Regions from separate parts of the Strix aluco genome. Here region 2 is linked to region 1. Evidence: chromatin contacts called from public Hi-C data. All regions are on one chromosome and are shown on one strand. Each heading gives the region's core, a stretch centred on a gene start, on an enhancer-like site or on the middle of the called end of the contact. The rest is flanking DNA. Distances are from core to core; before and after follow the strand shown.

The links. Hi-C and Micro-C count contacts between places; a contact is called where the count stands out from the background.
Region 2: a contact with region 1 is called in a Hi-C map of brain, with 6 times the contacts expected there. The contact joins the promoter of PROSER1 here to the promoter of COG6 in region 1. A contact is called at or near these places in 2 of 2 Hi-C or Micro-C datasets (brain and heart).

Annotation. Positions count from the first base shown.
Region 1 is chr2:109,461,257-109,463,928 of bStrAlu1.hap1, reverse strand. It overlaps COG6 (component of oligomeric golgi complex 6), which reads left to right and starts at 1,296. Exons shown (of 18, transcript XM_074815795.1): 1 at 1,296-1,546; 2 at 2,132-2,275. The coding sequence starts at 1,421.
Region 2 is chr2:109,745,879-109,748,550 of bStrAlu1.hap1, reverse strand. It overlaps PROSER1 (proline and serine rich 1), which reads right to left and starts at 1,376. Exons shown (of 13, transcript XM_074815798.1): 1 at 536-1,376. The coding sequence starts at 580. NHLRC3 (NHL repeat containing 3) reads left to right here and starts at 1,525. Exons shown (of 7, transcript XM_074815800.1): 1 at 1,525-1,656. The coding sequence starts at 1,573.

The DNA.
Region 1 (2,672 bases), core at 47-2,546:
TTGAGAGATGCTTAAATACTAATTGCTCATAGCTGTGATGACAGCATACTGGTTTATCTCTTTTGACGTGGAGAAGGGAGATCCTAGCTCCTGGAAGCTTAGTCAGAAGCAAAGGACATAACATCAGCGTATTAGGGTGGAGGATCAGAAACTAAGAAGGGAAACAAGGAGTCTGAAAATATTTGAAAACCTGCTTGCTGACTAGCCAACAGTAGAAACAAGGCACTACACAGGCTGTTTAGAAAAGCTGGCCTTTTATGCAGATGATTTATGTGAGGAAGCAAACAAAAAAATAAAAATTAAATAGAAAAATATCTTACCACTGTCCCCATCATGCTAAAATTTCAGGTGGGCGTCTCTGCTCACATAAATTTTTCTTGAGATAAATGACTCAAACTAAAAGAAAAAATAAGTGAATGAAAACTGCTCCACTCTGGGCATAAAGGGAAAGGTTACTCGATTTGCCTGCAGTTCTTTCAGGAATAGCCTACAGAAGAGCAATGGGAAGTCCCCAGACTCCTGAAGAGTTAAGCTGCTGCTTGAGTCTTTGCTTTTTGATCCACACACCACCAGACAAATGGAAACAGACTTTCAATTGCATGGGCAAGGCGCTCTTGTTTTCAGAGCTAATACCATGGTGGGACCCCCGTCTTCATAAGTAACAGCTGTGTGCTGTATATATTCATCTTCTTTCCATGGTGTCTTACCTTCATCTGCATATCCGGTTTTTGTCCTTTGGAAAAGCTCACAGAAATCCCTTCATCGCACCTCAGCGCTTGACACAGGACATGTCACGGCTGCAGAACAAGAGCGGGGCGCGCAGCCAGGCTCCTGAGGCTGTTCGACCCAGAGTGCCGAGGCAGCACCGCGGTGGGTCCCAGGCCAGGCGGCCGGGCTGTCCAGGGGAGCGGAGCCCACGGCTGCAGCAGACACAGATCCCACCGCGGCCCCGGCTCACGAAGCCACATCTCCTTCCCTCTGCGGTGGAGGGGCAGCTCTGCTGCTCTGGAGACACGAGGAGACCTCGGGGGTGAGACCTTTGTGTCAGTAAACGCACAGCCGAAACAAGACACCCCCCTCATTTTCATACACTTTTACTGTCATTGCTATTAGCTTATACAATAGAGCCCATTTATTTTTCCTTTTTAGCTAAGCTCATAAATAAGCATTTATTTCATGAAATAAATACAGCTAGCCGACCTCAGGAAGTGAACCCTCCTTCTTACCATCAACCCCTAATCTTTTTATTCATTCCCCTGCGAGCCACCTGTACCGGCGACCAAAGGCCCGGGCCCCACCACCAGCCGCTGCGGGCCTGCGCCCGGGGCCGGGCCGGAACCAAAGCCTCGGGGCCGCGTTTCCGCCGGGGCCGGTCCGCCGCTGCGGCGCTGGGTGCGAGCGGCAGGGGAGGGCCGCAGCCATGGCCGACACCGCCGCACCGCCGCCGCCCGCTGTCCCCGCTCCGGGGCTGCCGGCCTCCCCCGGCAGCAACCCGCTGTCCCGCAAGCTCAACAAGATCCTGGAGACTCGCCTGGACAACGACAAGGTGGGGCGGGCGGCGGCTGAGGGGGCGCGGCGGGGGCCGGGGCCTGCCCGGCGGGAGCGTCCTGCGGGCGGGCGGCCGGATGAGCCGTCAGGGCTGCGAGCCCCGATAGGCTCCGGCGCGGGGGAGCCACCGTGTCATACCCTCAGTTCCGCTGCGGAGTCGCAAGGTGACGTTTGCAGCGTTAATTAAAAACAAAATTGGGTTTTGCTTCTCCAGCGACATGCCACGCACCTGTTCGATACCTTCAAATCGTAGGCAGGTTTGTATTGCTTAGCTCGGAGGGCGCTTCTCCGGCTTTTTCTGATTTAAATGTTTTCTAGCTATAGGTAGGTCGTGCGTTAACCCGGTGTAATCTTACTGATTAAAGCTATTCTGAAATAGTAAGGTTTGTGTTATAACATACAAGAAGAAGAAAGACTCAACAATTATTTTAGTTATCTGGAGTGTGTTTAGGTAGTCTTTTCTCTAAAATCATGTAGTAGTTTTTTGGGTTTTTTTCTTAAAACCACAAACATAGTTATAGACTATGTAAGCTGCTTCTTTGTAACTGTGTGGAAAGTTAAGGTCTTTTTTTTTATTTTCTAGGAGATGCTGGAAGCACTCAAGGCTCTCTCGACCTTTTTTGTTGAAAACAGTTTGCGCACCCGAAGAAACTTGCGTGGAGACATTGAACGACGAAGCTTAGCCATAAATGAAGAATTTGTCCACATATTCAAGCAAGTTAAAGAGGTAGTATTTTTACAGTGTGACTAGCTATCTTGCAAGAGTACTGCTATGTAATTTAAAGTTTAAAAAAAGTATTAAGAGAGATTTTGACTTTACAGGACAAATATACTTTTACAGTAAAATAGGGAGGCTCTGCAGAGAGATCTGGACAGGCTGGAGCGATGGGCTAAGGCCAACTGTATGAGTTTCAATAAGGCCAAATGCTGGGTGCTGCACTTGGGTCACAACAACCCCCAGCAGCACTACAGGCTTGGGGAGGAGTGGCTGGAGAGCTGCCAGTCAGAGAGGGACCTGGGGGTGTTGACTGACAGCCGGCTGAACATGAGCCAGCAGTGTGCCCAGGTGGCCAAGAAGGCCAATGGCATCCTGGCTTGTATCAGAAATAGCGTGGCCAGCAGGG
Region 2 (2,672 bases), core at 127-2,626, 280 kb before region 1:
GTGCAGCTTTGAAAACAGCCCTCTCATGTCGTATTTGTGTATTGGATCTCCTAAACCATCACATAAAAGGTGGATGCCTCACACTGCAAGTCCCTGTCTCTGGTCAGGCCAAGCAAACGCAGCCTCTACCACCAAGTAAGAGATACTTGGCCATTTCGGATTTTCTTCCTCACCTTCCCTGACAGTGAAAAACCCGTGATAAACTTGTTCAAGTGCTTATTTCAAATGAGCACTCTTCAAGCACATGTTGCTAGCTCACTGGTAGCAGTCTGGACATTCAATCTGACTTTTCTGAGAAAATAAAAATATCTCAAAGAGAGAAAGCATGTCACAGCAACTTTACACTGTTATATCCGACATACAAAAACTAGGACACACCAGTAACACGGGATTACAGTTCTTCACATTGAGGTAAAATTTACTCTTTATTGAACCCTGAAGTGATTATTAAAGACAAACATGTAACCTGGTGTGTTCATCAGGAGGAATATTCTACCATCAAATGGTTAAACTAACATGCAAAACGAGAAGTTACCTTTCTAATTTCATCCAGCACGGTTTCAAATGATTTCTTATCCATCTTTATTAGTTCATTCAATGCAGACACTTAAACATGGAGAGGAAAAAAAAATATCCAGGCCAAAGGCTTAACAGTCTTTAAGCACACGGAAAAAAAATTACTTAAAAAAAAAAAAAAAAAGGAAAGCAAGGCAAGGAAGGCAGGCTAGGATCTTCTCCCCCTGGGAATTTAGCGCTGACGCCTTCGCAATGCTGGACGCAACGCAAGAGACAAAGGCGAACCGCCGGCTGCTGCTCGCTGCCTCGGAGGGGCCCCGCGCCCGCTCCCTGCCGGTTCCGAGGCTGTCCTCGCCGGCGAAGGGAGAAGGAGAGCTCGGGGCTAGAAGGCGGCGGCAGCCGCGGCCCCTCGGAGCGGCGGCGCAGCGACCCCGCAGCGCGGCTCCCCTCAGCACGCGGCACAGAGGCCCGGCCGGCCCGCGCCCGCCTGCGGGGCGCCCCCGCACCCCATCGCTCGCTGCGCCGCCACCCTTTGACCCCGGCGGTCAGAGGCTGAGGCGCTTCGGAGCGGGAGCGCGGGGCCGCGGGCCGAGGCGTCCCAGGAAGCAAGGGCGCGGCGCGCAGCCCCTAGCCACCGACAGAGCACCCCGCTCCGCCGGTCCTGCTGCGCCGCCGCCGCTCTCCTATGACATCACACCGCGCAGGCGAAGGCCCCCTTCCGTGCTGGTCGACAACAACGATGCCTGAGTAGAAGTGGCGGAAACTCGAGCTGGACTCGCCCCTCTTCCAGCTCCCGAGAGCCTCGCCGAAACGTTGAACGCTGCCGCAGGGCGCCGCCACCCTCTCTCTGGCCTACCGCTGCGCTGCCGTCACGCGGTTCAGAGCTGGCACGATGACGGGCAGCCCGGCGCTAGGCGAAGCGGCGAAGGGGACGAGGCCCCCTCCTTTCCTGAGCCAACAGGGGGCGGGAGGGGGCGGGGGCCGGTCACGTGGCTGCCATGGCAACGCGGCCCGCCCGCGGGGCGGCCCCTCCCGCCACGTCCCGTCCCGGCCTCGATGAGGCAGCGGCGGCCGCCGGGGCTGTGGCTGGTGATGGCTGGCGCCCTGCTGGCCCTGCTGGCCCTGCTCTGGGGCTCGCAGGTGGGCGGCGGCAGGGGCGCGCGTGTCCTTCGCGGCTTGAGGGAGGGGACGAAGCGCCGGAGCTTTGTACAAACCCTCCGTTTACGGTTTCTCGCCCAAAGGCAGATCTCGTGGGAGGGGCCGGTGTACTGCCGGGAGGAGCGCGCTCGGGGGCGGCGGGAACGAGGCCGTGGTGCGCCGGTCTGCGGGGGGACCCGCCGGGGCGGGGGGTGCGGGCAGGGCCCCGGGACCCGTTTCTTCCTGGTGCCTTCCCGCGCCTCTTCTGGCTTACGCCGTTCGAGGCGGGGGCTCAATTAGGGCGGCTTTACAGCCCTGCTGAGATAAATGCGTACGCTGGGTGATTCTTTTTCAGCGATTTCCAAGCAATATGCTCTGTTTAAATTAAGAAAAACTTAATAATCTCTGGGTGAATAACCACTTCTTACTGTCGGATTTTCTCCCTGCTTAATTGCTCTGGGTTTTCCTTCATGCCGGTGTAGTCTGTCTTAAGCTGTTCGTAGTTCTGTGTCATCAACTTACTCCTACTTCTGGCAAGACATTGAACAGAAATGTTAGATGGCCTTGGTCCTTCAGGGTCACCACTTGTTACTTCTCAGTTGTAACATGATCTTTCTGTTTCAGTGCTTAGCTTGCAGCAGCACAACTGTGCTTAGCTTCCATTCTTCTGCTGGAAACATAGAACAAAAAGGTGGAAGATTATTTTTTTCCATTATCCTTTACAATGCATACATTGACCTGAATTTTGCAGTTCCTGGTATCTTACACTTCCCCATTTCCAAGATGTAATTTTCTTTCTTGACCTGTATTTTCCCTTTATTCTGACTTCTCTTTTTTTAATTTTCATATCTTCTTGAAGTGGTTATTGATTCTGTTGCATTTGGAACCTTCTCCACTATTTTCCTCATTTTGGAGTGTGATTGACAGATAGCAACTTCAGTGTAAAAAATTTCAGGGTGTGGTTTTTGCCTTCTAATTCCAGAGCTCCCCAACCCAAAAGACTTCCTTAGCTAATTTCC